3 separate regions of the Macaca mulatta genome follow, and all the other regions are linked to region 1. A link is a contact called in public Hi-C data. All regions are on one chromosome and are shown on one strand. The core of a region is the stretch at or near the end of the contact, and the rest is flanking DNA. Distances in the headings are between cores, read along the strand shown. Region 1 holds the start of MARCHF7 (membrane associated ring-CH-type finger 7). Region 2 holds the start of BAZ2B (bromodomain adjacent to zinc finger domain 2B). Region 3 holds the start of CD302 (CD302 molecule).

What was found. A called contact is a pair of places that touch in the nucleus more often than the background predicts.
Region 2: a contact with region 1 is called in a Hi-C map of fetal cortical plate, with 1.8 times the contacts expected there. The contact joins the promoter of BAZ2B here to the promoter of MARCHF7 in region 1. A contact is called at or near these places in 2 of 14 Hi-C or Micro-C datasets (fetal cortex germinal zone and fetal cortical plate).
Region 3: a Hi-C map of liver shows a contact between it and region 1, with 2.4 times the contacts expected there. The contact joins the promoter of CD302 here to the promoter of MARCHF7 in region 1. A contact is called at or near these places in 2 of 14 Hi-C or Micro-C datasets (cortical neurons and liver).

The regions. Positions count from the first base shown.
Region 1 is chr12:64,547,955-64,552,741 of T2T-MMU8v2.0, forward strand. MARCHF7 (membrane associated ring-CH-type finger 7) reads left to right here and starts at 2,103. Exons shown (of 9, transcript XR_013401998.1): 1 at 2,103-2,251. It overlaps LOC144333383 (a long non-coding RNA gene), which reads right to left and starts at 1,680. Exons shown (of 4, transcript XR_013401999.1): 1 at 1,542-1,680; 2 at 340-517.
Region 2 is chr12:64,452,217-64,457,003 of T2T-MMU8v2.0, forward strand. It overlaps BAZ2B (bromodomain adjacent to zinc finger domain 2B), which reads right to left and starts at 1,855. Exons shown (of 36, transcript XM_077957048.1): 1 at 1,549-1,855. LOC100423656 (a long non-coding RNA gene) reads left to right here and starts at 605. Exons shown (of 2, transcript XR_001438591.3): 1 at 605-761; 2 at 1,055-4,404.
Region 3 is chr12:64,626,718-64,631,504 of T2T-MMU8v2.0, forward strand. It overlaps CD302 (CD302 molecule), which reads right to left and starts at 2,462. Exons shown (of 7, transcript XM_077957092.1): 1 at 2,348-2,462. The coding sequence starts at 2,414. LOC144333384 (a long non-coding RNA gene) reads left to right here and starts at 1,959. Exons shown (of 2, transcript XR_013402001.1): 1 at 1,959-2,282; 2 at 3,073-4,501.

The DNA.
Region 1 (4,787 bases), core at 853-3,352:
TTTTTGTATTTTTAGTAGAGACAAGGTTTCACCATGTTAGCCAGGATGGTCTCCATCTCCTGACCTCATGATCCACCCACCTTGGCCTCCCAAAGTGCTGGTATTACAGGCATGAGCCATCATACCCGGCCGCAAAATGTCTTTACCGTAGCAAAATCTCAGTAATTATTTATCACTCACGATAATTACCTGAATACTAAAATCAGAGAGAGTACATTAAAAAGAAACACAATAACCATTCTTAAATAATAAAAACATATTCATCAGTGGTCTTTATTTACTAGCACCAATAAAAAATCAGAAGTTCTGTTTAACCTAGGAAACTGGTGTCATACTCACTTCATAATATCATCAGTGCTGGGTGGAGACAAAGCCATAATCTGCCACAATCTGCACCATCCTTGCCAGGTTTGGGAGTTCTGTAGAGTAGTTACCACTGCCAGGTCTGACTGCCATAGCTCAGGAAGAGGGAGCAGTCATTTCTCTTAGCATAATCTTGAGAAGATGTCTAAGGGACCTATGTAATATTAAGTCACAGAAAGAGAAAACATTATTGGTGGTTTAGACATGGAATGTAATAGCTTACAATTATGGAATGCTTACTGTGTTTCAGGAACTGATGCATTATCTCATCTAAACAACCCTATAGGGCATGGGTACTGCTACTAATCCCGTTTTACAGGAAACCTAGGTTTAGCAAGATTAAGGAATTGCTTGAGATAACAAAGGTAGTAAGAGGCAGGGCTGGAATTTGAACCCATATAGTCTGGTTCTTCAGGGTGTATACATCCGTGTATCTATAACCACAATAATGCAGGGGCACTCAAACAGGCTGGAAAAAAATTATTTTTCTTTAAAGGGCAAATTAATTTCCTCAAAAGTAATCTCTGTTCACTTTACCCCTACCAGATGCTTATTTTCATTTCATATCCTAAAAGTTAGATTGGCACTTACATGCTAACTTAAAATACTAAACTTTAAATCTTTAAAATTTATAGTATTTTAGAATTTATCATAGTGAAACATGTACAGTCGTTTGTCCCCAGTACAGTAAAATAGGGATAGTGATTGATACTCCATTCCCTTCTGATGTAATGACAAATACATAGAAAGACTGTGTTTCACTTATTGGAATTATTTGGATCCAAAGGATAGCTTTTAATACCCTAACAAAATAGGTCATTAAAAAAAATCAAGTGCCTTTCAGTATTCTTCCAAGTTTCAATAACTGATCTTTTCCATTAAAGAATTTCTGATTCATTATTCCAAATCAACATATCATCTAAATATTTCCACATATTTAGATGTAGATTTTCCTTAAACTATTTCCTTTTATTTATTAGTACTCATTCACATCTTAGTTTGCCACATTTACAGTTCTTTGAAAGTTTCATCTAATATTCACCTGACCATTCACCTCACAATTTTCCTCCCTCTTTCTAAATAGGTGAATTTGTTTACTGCAAAATCGATGGCTACGCTATTAAAGGTTACTATCACGATTTAAAAAGACATGATCACCATCACCAAGATTTACTTACCACAAGGAAATTATCACAAGGTTGGACAAACAGGCTCCAACTCTTAAGGGAAAGAGCTTGCAGTCAGATCACACAGGGAGGGCAGGGAAGCAAGCGGGGAGGGGTAGGTCGGAAAAGGCAGTGCTTGATTCAATTCAACATTCACTGCGCCACTTACCAAGCGCCAGAAAAAGAAAAAAAAAGCCAACGAGCTGGGCGTTATTTCGAGCACGGGGCCCTGCAGGTTGGCCTGTGGGCGGGGACCCGGCGCCCGGGAGGGAAGGGGCTGGCTCTGAGACGCTAGCCGGGCGGGGACAGCCACCCAGGGCCGGGCCTCCAGCGCCCGACGCCCGCACACTCGCCAGCCCAGCTGCCGGTACGCCAGCCAGCCAGCCGCTGCCGCTTACCAGTGGCGACTCGTTGACTCCCCGGGGGCAGCTCTTCAACGGTTCCCGCAGTCAGAGCACCACCCCGCGGTGGGGTACCTCCAGCCCGCCCGCAGCTCTCGGTCCCCGCAGCTCCGCCACTCTCGCGAGAAGCTAGGAAGTCCGCGAAGTGGGGGGAGGAGGAGCAGGGAGGGGCACTTAACGGTGGCGGCTGGTTCTGCGCCGGATCCGGGAGAGGGGCGGGCGCCATTGTGCTTCGCTGCGGACTGCTTTTCCTCAGTCACAGGCCTAGAACTCCAAGGAGGAAGGCGGCGGTGCTGGTCGCTGCGAGCAGGACGCGCACTGGTCAGTGCCGGCTCAGGAGCCGGGGTAATGATCTGCGGAGCTCGTTCTTCGTCCCGGGAGCTAGTTCGGGACCAGGCCGCGAGTGGGGGAGGGGAGGAAACGGAGAGGCCTGGGGACGCGGAGGCCGCTTCCCCTCAGGATGAGGTGGAGGAGCTTGGTCCGGGGCCACTGGTGCAAAGCGGGTCACGGCACAGGCCTCCTCTGCCAGGGGCCTTTTGTCGGGTGGTGGAGTTTGTGGCGGGTGGAGGGGACAGATAGTGTGTCTTCCTCAGGAACGTGTGGTGGGTGAGGGGAAGAGGCCTGAGCCCTCTTTTGGCGCGGGGCGGCCTCCTCTTGGGCCGCGGGGCGGGGGGGGGTCCTCGGAGCCCTGTGGGCCGAGGGCGTCGCGCGTGAGCTCGCCGGTGAGCGTGGGGCAAAGGTGGGCAGGGCTCCGGCTCGGCCAGCCCGGCCTCGAGTCGAAGTGACTTCGGCAGCGCCTTAGATTCGGCCAAGATTGTCTTATTGGTAACGTCAGTTTTTGAATATCGTGACGCCCTGAGAGTTATTTTTGTGTTGTGGTGAATTGTGGGTTCTGCAACTCGAAGTAGGTAATTGTATTAAAAATGGACCTGTTGGCCTAAGAAGTAAAAATATGGAAGGCACTGGGAGTAGGAAATTCCCTCATTTTGGTGAAACTGCGTATTGAAGATGAATGTGTCCACCCACTCACCCCAAAATGCTGCACTTAATACTTTTTCCCAAGTACCAAAGTAAATATATTGGGAAAGTCTCTATCTGGGTAATAAATTCGTCACGACTAATGTTGTTTGGTACTATTAGTTAAATGTGTCAAAGCTGAATTTGGCGAGGTTTTTTCCCCTATTTTATACGATTGATTAGATGTTTTTCTGGTTATATATTATTTTAAATCTCCACGTTTCTGTCCAGATCCAAGATGCAGGGTTAAATACGAATTTTGGATTTAAAAATCCAGTAGTGTACAGTTATTAAGAAGGAACACATGTAGTGTAACTAGATCTTTTTCTTGAGGTAGCAAAAAGTTTGTTTGAGAAATGAGGTCAGTATAATATTTTTATTTAACAGCTCTACAGCATTTCGGGAGACAGGACTGGTGCATGAGGCAGTAGCACCAGACTCAGAAGACCTGGGTTTGAGTTTTCATTTTTGCCGTAGTTGTTTATGTTCATGAGATTGTCTCAAAAACATGGCAGTTCATTTCTAGAGAGGATTAAATTTGCTGAGGTGGTGTGTGAAGCAGTCACTGGGGGGACATAATACTAATCTTGGTTTTTTTCCAGTTTCATGCTGGGTCAGATGTCTTGAATAACAATTCCTACTTATTCAAGTACAAATGATTTCTTTTTTTTTGCCACTTTGGAAGAGGACTTATTTTCCCAGATAAAGCACGAGAATGCCCAGATTATGTTCTACATGAAGGTGTCAGGTAACAAACTGGACCCAGAAGTCATCCATGACTCTCATGTAGCCAATTTTTAGTCCGCTCCATACCCACCTTACACAACTCTTTATCTGCTTTATGTTCAAGAATTGTCTACATTTGGACATTTTATTGTTGGAAAATAATTTTGTAATGCAAAATCTGTCAAATATCTTTAAACATTTTTGGATAATTTGTAATTTGTTGTAGTCAAATTACAAATTATGGAGAGCTTCACATTACAAGAATGAGCTTGATGTGGCATCTGCCCTCCACAACTCACTGTTTAGTCATCAGACTAATGTATAAACAACTATTATTATCTTAGTATGACTGTACAGTAATTCTGTGGGAGCATAGGGGAGGGGTGCTTACTCTTGGAAATTTTACAGGATTTATTTATTGCTTGAACTAAGATGTGAAGGATCACTAGGACTTTGATAAAGAAACTGTGCAAAGTCATGATATTATGGTTTGTTTTAGGAATTCATGATTTGTTCCTGTAGCTGAAACATACATTGAATGGTAAGTCAGAGCCTGACATAAAAGACTTTCTGTACTGTACTAGGAAATTAGTGTCTGGGTGTGGTGGCTCACTCCTGTAATCCCATCACTTTGGGAGGCCAAGGTGGGAGGATCGCTTAAAGCCAGGAGTTCGAGACCAGCCAGGCCACAAAGACCCCATCTCTACGGGCATGATGGTGCGAGTGTAGTGGTGCACACTGCTACTACTAGCTACTTGGGCTGCTGAGGCAGGACCATCATTTGAGCTCACGGGTTGGAGAGACTGCAGTGAAGTATGATATAGCTCCACTGCACTCCAGCCTGTGCCATAGAGTGAGACCCTGTCTAAAAAAATAAAAATAAAGTTAGTGCTCTATGCTGTGGAATGGAGAGCTATTGTGTTCCTTAACAAAATAAAAATATTTTTTAGATGATCTTTGCTGATACATCTTTCTGTTACCACAGATAATTAAGTGCCAGTAATAAAGAACAGTGGGACATGCATGAATGAAATGCGCGGTGTTGCATTAGACTTCACTTTTAAACAACAAATTAAATTAACGAAGCTTTTAACTGTTAAATAAGTGAATCAAC
Region 2 (4,787 bases), core at 605-3,104, 96 kb before region 1:
TTTTTGCACAAAATCTTCCACCTGTTACCAAACATACAATACGCAGACTTCGTATACTCATTTTGAGAGCAAAACACAAATATAAGCCACACAACTTATCAGTAAGCTGTAAGTTACACAATCCTATACAACAGGAGAAAAATTAAGCAAAAAATGTACTCTTGGGAAAATTTCTCCATAAAGTTTACATGACGTCACTGGGCCCCCGGAACATTCCCTAAACTTTGAGCCTTATCCAGACACACTTCCTAATGCTTCTTTCCTTTCCTCAAAAATAAAAAAGAGACTTGGGAATAAAATTGCCCAAGATGGCGAAACGCTTGTTGTTTAGAGGGCAGGGAAAAAAATGGAGGATATTGTAATATACACAAAGGGATAAATTTCAACAACTCGGCCAAGGACTGCAGCTGCTTCCCTCTTTATAAGGAAGCAACAGACAAAAGATAAATACAGAGGGAGAAAGAAAAGAAGAGAACATCTCCCAAACAACAGACCCAGCTCTGACTCTTCAAACACTTCCTTCCCCTTCCCAAATCCCAATTCTGGGGTTCGTGAAACTACTTAAAGGGGAGGGAGCCGCGAAAGAGAACGGGGGCGGGGGGGAGGGGTAACGAGAAGATTAAAAGAGGGAAGCAGAGGAGTTGGGAGCTGGCGGTCGTTCCCGGGTAAGAACTGCTAAAAGATGAGACCAAGGCACAGACCTTACTGTATGAGAAGCAATGCTCCTCAAACCTTCTGCGTCCTGACATAGACCTTCCCAGGTATCCAGATCTTTTCCCAATCCCACCTGCCCCACCCCCACCCCCGCTCATCTTCAGTAAACTCAGAGCCTCCAGCTACACACGGGAGAGCTAGAGGCCCGAGCCGGGGAGTGGGGGTGGCAGACGCAGCTAATCAGTCCGAGAGGGAAGAGGGGGCGGAGGCAAAAAAGGGCAGCAGGAGGCGGACGGGGGTGGGGGGTGATCCAGAAACTACCCCGGCAGGGAGTGGGGGAGCAGCGGATATTCCGGGGTAGGAACGGCCATCGCAACGCTGACAGAGGTGGTTTTTTAAGAAGCAAAACTGTTGGCCGCGACCGAGCGCTGGAAGCCGAAGGGGAAGAGGAAGGAGACGCGAAGCCAAGGCGGCCGGCACAAAGGCGGCGGACTCGCGGCGGCAGCGCCTGCCCGGCCGGGAGCACACCCCGCGGCCCTACTCCAGCGAAGTCCCGCACCGGCTTCTAGGAATAAAGTTTACGTTCTCCTGATGCCGCACCCCCCACCTCCCACCCAGGACGGCACATCTCCGCGGCCTCCTCCCCCAAACTCCACTCGGGACCCCGAGAACCACCCCAGCCTTCCGGCCACCACAACAAAGAGCCGCACCGACCGGCGAGGGTAAACAGCGGCGGAGGGCGAGAGGGCGGCGGGGCGAGCGCCTCCACGCAGCAACTCCGGAGTCCCCCGCTTGCCCGAGCGCAGTTTCTCCGCTGCTGTTTCCACCAGCTTTGTAACACTGGGAATTTACATCCTCACCCGCACCCCTCACGCCCGAGGATTTTAAACTCACCTTTACTTTCGAACTGAGAGTTGCGGTAGATGGGATTTTTGCCTTTTCCCCAGATGGTTGAAGGTTAAGATTTTTGGAAACCCCACCACCTCCTTATTTCTATTATTATTTCTGCAAGAAAAGTAGAAAGAGAGTTGTAGTGGAGGTGAGATTTGTGATCGGGAAAGCCCTCGACTCCCTCCTTCTCCGTCTTCCGCCTCTCTCTCTCTGATTAGTTCCTATCCAGCAGCAGATTGAAGCAGGAGATGATTCTTCTCAAGGTTTGTTCAGCAGCTTCACTTCTAGGCGAAGGCTTCATGAACCAAGTGACGTCAACCAACAAGGCTTCTCTCTCTCTCCTCTCTCTAACAATGAAAGTTGCTGTTAACAAGGGAAAAAAAGAGAGAGAATTGTTTATACCATTTCAGTTCCAATAATAAATGACCTATCAGCTCCTAAAGGAGCTAAGGGAGGGGGTTGCTGCTTCTTTCCAAGAATACTGTAGCTTTGAGTTTGCACCGTTCCTTGTCCCAGGAAAAAGTTAAGCAACTTAAAATGTTTTGTTTTGCTTTTAAAGAAGACAGGACAGAAAATGGGACTTAAAACTTAGTTTTTTAAAAACAAAAGCTACAGAGTAGGGAGCATAGGTCAACTACCATCTCCACCTAAACTTTTTTTTGTTCCTAAACTCAGAATTCTACAAACCAAATAAATTAATATGCCGAGATTTCGCGGATGTTAAAACTCAAAAAGCAGGATGCAAGATGGTCCCGGGGTAAAATTCTGCTGCCTTTCTACGAACAAGTTAAACTGGCTGTGATGTTTACGCACTAAGTTAAAATAAAATTTAAATAAAAGACGTTAAAATAGTTACATGCACACACTGTAAAAGTTAATCTCGATAGCTTTTTTTCCAGTTTCTGAGAGGTTAGAAAAAAGCATAGCAAATTGTAGGCACTGAACACTTTTTAAAAATCAAGTTATGAGTAAGACTGGTAGCCCTTTGCTCCTTTAAACTACACACGCAGTCATATGCTATGTGTCTATCCCCAGAATCTCTTCCAACTCTGTTTTTACCCTTCCACTCCCCCAACCCCAACTCCCAAATCCTGCAACCAATCAAGTTAAACTAAAGATACAATAATCTTTAGTTATTGGTAGTAATGGGTGCCCCATTCCCTCCCGCACCCCATCCTATAGATTCCTAAAAAAAAAACAATTTTTTTTTAAAGCCTTAATCTTGATAACACTTTATTAGCCAAGAAGATACTTTTTTTTTTTTTTTTATAAGTTCGCTGAGGTACCGTTTTTTCCCTCCAGAACACAAGAAACTCTCAAAGTTCATATAACTAAATATTGCCTAATTTAATTTTCAGGATGAAGAGTAAGTAAAAATTAAGCTATCGGAGAATAATTTGATCATCTATGTATATTTTATACATTTGTGGATAGATGTATCTTAAAAGATGCTATTGTTTTATGTTTCCTCTTCAGCCACTGGCTGTGATTTTAATTGTGCTGGAGGATCTTCATTAGTATTAACACATGGGGAGATTTCACAAAGCTGCTTCATTAGGAAAAAAAAAAGCTTGGCAGACTAGGTCTTTTTGCATGCACTGAGAATGTCAGCCTTACCTCGGTCATTTGTAACATAATAAGTGCAAGTACAATGATTGCAATGCAGGAGCTCTGGGGGAAGGGCAGAAATACTGCCTGTCTAATAGGGATATCTGAAAAGAAGGCTGCTCATTACATAGTAAAATGTATGCTAAAAATTAGTGAAGATGATGTCTCAGGAGACTGATGCTAAATAAATTAATGTGCTGATATGTTTTTAATTATTATTTTTGTAGTAGTTTATTTCATTCTCAGGATTCACATTGAGCAGCAAAGCTGTGCTAGCACTTATTGATTTTTTTTCCCTGCCACATTCCCGGAATACAGATTTTAATCATTTCACTACACCACACTCAGTAATTTCATTAAAAAGTGGAATCTTCCATCCCCAGAAAAGCATTTAATTTCAATGACATACAATTTCTCTTTAAGCAGCAAACTGTCTCTACAGTAAAAACTGGCCTAAGGTTCAAATGCATAATTTAATCCTGAGTTTTCCATGCTCTGCATTCCTTTCAAGCTATAATTTGAGTAACTACCTAATAACTGTAATAAGGACAATAATTTCCTTATAATATATTATTAACTCATATTTAATTAACTCGGAGGCCAAGCTCTGTACATGTGTGACTGGGTCAACAGTTCTATAATCTCAAAATTTACTAATAATGTTCCAGAAGAAAAATATAGATTAAAATATACGTATGAATGCACTTAGTATCTAAGACTTCTATCCCAAGTCACATACAAAAAAGTTAATGCATTGTTCTATAATGGTGGTCATTAAATAAATAATATTTTTAAGTATGTGTAACTAAAAAATGGAATTCAGTGATATTTCTATGTGTAAAGTATTGAATATTAATATTTTAACAATCTATTACTGACACTTTACCTAATCATTAGCATTACTGTTGAAAATATTTAATTTTGAAAAGATAAGGAAAATGTGCTAGATTCAAGTTATCTTGATTTTCATAAAGAATTCTCCCAAAATATACTTTGCTTGAAATAAAGTTAAGTGGCACATTGTAACTTGAATAATTAAGAATACATCCTTTACTTAAATACTTCAAACAATATACTGCAAAGCATGGTTCAATTTTTGGTGACAATAATATTTTGAAAATTGGCATTGCAGATGCCACACTGGTTTCCCAAACAGTGGTTTCATAAGGATATGTAATTTATATTGCCTGGATTTTAGAAAAGAAAGCTGTGAAAAAAAAAATTTTAAGTAATAAAATTCATTAATTTAAATTGTGGAAATATGTCTAAACAGAAAAAACAGAATATATGTAATGAAAGTGATTACTATATAAAAACTCAAATCATTCCCCTGAGTAATTTTAGAATCATAATTCAAAAATTTTTATAAGAATATGTATATGCAGTTTCAAGCTGGAGCCACATACAACGCAGAGTTGTCTTTTACTTGATTGTACAAGGAAGTAACTTATAACAAAATAATCTTATCAAAAGGTTGGAAAAAAGGAGAAAAGGGGTGACAGTGAAAACCTTGATTTTAATGTCTTTTAAAAACATTTTAAAACATTTTTATTATGAAGGGCTCGTTATATACTTCAGGAAATATCTGTGACATTCTCAATGATGAAGTTATGTGGAAATCAGTAATTAACAAA
Region 3 (4,787 bases), core at 1,212-3,711, 79 kb after region 1:
CAGGAAGGATGGTAAGAGATGACATCAGGGAAGAAGGCAGAGGCACCTCATCTAAGGCTTGTAGGACATGGCAATTCAAACTCCCTAGATTCCGATCCACATGATGATCACGGAATGAGGACTTACTCAGAACATGCTTGTTATCTCATGCCAGGCATAGGAAACCACTGACCAATAAACACATACTGATCATCTACTATGTGCTTAAGCACCCTTACAGAAAAACTTTTTAAAGAGATGCCATGGATTTTCACTCAGGAATTTAAAGAATGTTTTGTCCACTGTGATTTTCAAAATAATAGCAAAGAACAACATAAGATCACTTCACTAATAACCTCCAGAATGACAGAAAATAACAATGATTTCCATTTCAATATCACATTTATATGCAATACCCATATTTATTATGCAACATCATAAGAGCTTTTCTATTAAGATCTTGGTATTCAGCAACAAACTCTTTCTTGACTTAGTTCTAAGCCAAATATGACCCCTGATCTTGCTTGGATGGGAGATTTGTAAAGTATTATGAAAAACACACTTAGTTTTTCAGCCCTATAACATTAGCATGTATATGAATGTGCTCAGTAACCATAAACATCCAATACACATAAGGTGGTATTCATATGTTTTCTGGTTGCAACAATTACCCTTCATTTTGTATGAAGAGAATAAAGGGAAGGAAATCAAGATGAACCACACCTGTAACAGGGACTAGACGTGGAGTTTCCACTTAATGCTCCCAATAGCCCCGTGAGGTAAGTATTATCTCTGTTTTACTGAAGTGCAGATAAGTTGGTTAACTAGCTAGGTCAAAGCTCACACTCATTTCTAAATTAATCCTTAAAGCTTCCTGACTGAGAGAAGCTGATTAATTAACAACATTAATTTATTCATCATGCACTTTTCTAAAGCTCTTGAAAAGCCTATTGATCCACACTGGACTTATCAAAGGAAATGCACAAAAATTTCCAAAGGGAAATTTGCCCTCTATTGCTGGTCAAAACAGCTTCACTGAAGAAGAGACATACCAAAATCTAGAAACTGATTTTCTTTAAAAGTCTGACAAGAAAGAAAAATCTGACAAGAAAATTCGACTAGCCTAAAGTACAAATGCACAGCCTCGCAGAGGGTGGTTTACATGAGAGTTGAGATGTTACTGGCTTGCAAAATGAGGGTGTGCAGAAGAAGGGTTCAGAGACAGCCCAGCTTTGTCTTAGACAAAATTAATGTTCCCAGTCTGAACAGTGTGAACATGGGCACATCTTGTTTCTGCCCCTTTGACAGGCAGCAAGTGGCATAACCAGTCATAAATGCTGGTCCACAAAAGCTTTCAAGAAAGGAACCTTGGGTTTGTATGCAAGTTCTGAGCTGCTGCTGCCTCCAGCAGTGAGGTCCACTGAAATATTCCTGTCAGCAGACTTTGAACAGGCACTTACTATAAAAAGGCAGTGAAATTCGGGGCCGAGGTTGGGGGGGAATCTCTTGCATGTTATTTAAATCTCTTGCACTTTATTTAAGCCCACACAAGTACTAATTTAGTTCTTGTTTATTTTGCTCTTTAATTCCCGGAATTGTTCAGTCAGTGGTGTTTTTGGAAGTCTCCCTTCTCCAGTCTCCCCATCCACATATTTTTGACATGCTTGTATGGAAATTAAAAAAAAAAAAAAAAAACAATCAATAGAATTGTGCATTTTCCTCACAAGTCATTTTGTGAGTGAGTGGTCACGTGTGTGATTTTTCAGATGTCACTTGCACAACAGCAGACTAGAACTTTAAAACCCCTTGATTTCAGTGAAATCCAAGCTTGGCCTGTTCCCGTTCCTCTTCCATCCAGGGGTTATTTGGCTGAACTGTTTTCCTGTTTCAACAACTTGAACACCAACCAACTAGACAAACAGCGCTGCTTGCAAAAGAGGGCCTGCTTCCTCCGCCCCCACCCCCATCCCAGCAACCCCACCCCGGCCGCGCACCAGCTGGGGAAATCGCCGCCAATGTCCCCGCTTCTCATTTCAGCCTGAAATGGACCTGAAACGGCGCCCGTCGTGCAACTCCAAGTCCCTCAGTTCTCCAGCCAATCGGCCTAATTTGGGGGTTCCCTCCCCGCGGAGTGGGGTCTGCGCTGAGGATGTGGACTCGAAGGAAGACAGGGCCCTCCCGTATTCTCGGCCACCTCCCCTCCCCGAGGGCAGGCGGGTGAGAGGTGACCCGGAGCCAGGACCCACGGGGGACGGTCGTGCAGGGAAGGGCGGGATGCCCTCGGGTGCGCGAGGACGAAGAGTGTGCGTTGGGAAGGGGGCGAAGGCGGTCGCGCGCGGTCCCGGCGAGGGACGGCTTACGGGCTTACCCGCGACGGCAGCAGCTGCGAGCCCCAGCAGCGGCAGCAGGAGCGCGGGCGGCGCGGCCAGGGGCATGACGGCGGGTGCCGGGGGGCGTCAGCGGTGGCGCGGCCTGAGCGGAGCGGAGCGGGCGGGGCGGGGCGGGGCGGGGCGGGGCGGGGCGAGGCGGGAGCGGGGGCGGTGCTTCTCGGGTGAGGGTTCAATGCCCGCCGGGCGGAGCGTGAACGGCACGGGGGGCTCCCACCAGGAGGACCTGTGTGCTCCGTCCCACAGGAGCAGCTGGCGCGCGGCCTTCTGGAGCTTCTAATTCTTGTTTTTTAAACTTTTAATTTGAACCGAAATAACTTAGGACTTTCGAAAATATTGCAAAAACAGCACAAGAGATTTCCGTAACCCTTCAGCCAGCTTTTCTAAATATTAACATCTTATATAACGCCAGTGCAGTGATCAAACACAGGACACTCCCACTGGTATAATGCGATTAGCTAATCTACAGCACTTACCGCATCTCATTAATTGCCCCTCTAAGGGTCCTTTTCTGTTCTGGGATTCAATCCAGGATCATACATTGCATTGAGATGTCGTGTCTTCTTAGTCTCCCTTTAATCTAGGACAGTTCTCTGTCATTCTTTTTCTTTCACGATCAAACCACATTTAAAAAGTACTGGCCAGTCGTTTTGTAGAATGTCCCTCAGTTTCATTTTGTCTGACGTTTCCTCCTGATTTGATTCAGGTTGCGCTTTTTTGGCAAGAGTACCCCAGAAGTGATGTACCTGCTCGAGAAGGACAAGATGTCGATGTCTCATCACTGATGTTAACTTGGATCACTTGGTTAAGGTGGCGTTTGCCAGCCTTCTCCTTTGGATCTACTGGCCAGAATCCTCCTTTTCAAAGACTCTTTTCAGTGAACTATGTCTCTTCGACAGCTTTTCTGTTACCAGCTCCTGGATGAAGAGTCTTTAAGCTATGCTTGCTACAATGTATGCATAAACTGTGCAATTATACTTCACTCATGAGGGCCTCTGGACAACACCAGCCAGGGTCAAGCAAGGGTGCTTGTTTAAGCCTCATATCATTGGCAAAAGAGTTCTAAAAAATCAAGTCTAAACTCAACAACATGAAAACAAATGACCCAGTTAAAAAAAATGGGCAGATGATCTGAATACACACCTCATCAAAGAAGTTATATAATGGCAAATAGATGAAAAGATGCTCAACATCATATGTAATTGCTGAATTGTATATTAAAACAAAAATGAAATACCACTACATACCTATTAGATACCAGAATCCAAAAACGCTAACAAGATCACATGTTGGCGAAGATGTGGAGCAAAAAGAACTCTCATTCAGTGCTGGTGCAAATGCAAAATGGGACAGCCACTTTGGAAGACAGTTTAGAAGCTTCTTCCAAAACTAAATGTACTCTTACCATACCATCTAGCAATCACAACTCCTTGGTATTTATCCAAATGAGTTAAAAACTTACATATACACAAAAACCTGCACATGAATGTTGATAGCAGCTTTATTCATAATTGCCAAAACCTAGAGGCAACCAAGATGTCCTTCAATAAGTGAATGGATAAACGATGGCACATCCAAACAATGAAATATTATTCAGTACTAAAACCAAATAAGCTATCAAGCCACAAAAAGACATGGAAGAACTTTAAATATGTTTTGCTAAGAGAAAGAAGCCAATCTGAAAAGACTATATATTATATGATTCCAACTATATGACATTTTAGACAAGGCAAAACTATGGAGACAGTAAAAAGATAAATGGTTGCCAGGGGCAGGGGTGGGAAGAAAGAGGGAATGAATAGATGGAACACAGGATTTTTAGAGCTATGAAATTATTCTGTAGGATACTGTAATGGTAGATATGTATCACTATATATGTGTTAAAACCCTTAGAATGCACAAAACAAAGATGAACCCTAGTGTGAACAATAGCCTTTAGTTAATAATTTGTCAATATTGGCTCATCCACTGTAACAAATGTACCTGCTAATGCAAGATGTTAATAATTGGAGAAACTGGGGTATGTGTAAGGAGGTACATGGGAACTCTATACCTTCTGCTACATTTTTTGTATACATCTATAACTGCTCAAAAATTACTCTTTTTTTAAAAAATAAAATCTAACCCTTTCCACACTTCTGATAATCCAGAGTGGTTACACCAAGGAAATTTGACCCACGGGGTCTATAAGGAGAGTCATAGAGTGTTAGATGTGGTAGGGGTCATCTTCATTTACTAGTAAGGAAATTGAGTGACCCAAAGAAGGGATGTGATTCCCTGTGGGCTCACAGAGAATGCTAACAAATGAACCAGAGCCCAGGTCCTGTGCTGGACTCTCCCACCTATTCCAGGTTCTGCCCCTTTGCCAAAGTATTAAGGTCTTGCTTAACTTATTTACTTCCATTCTTCTTCTCAGGCTGC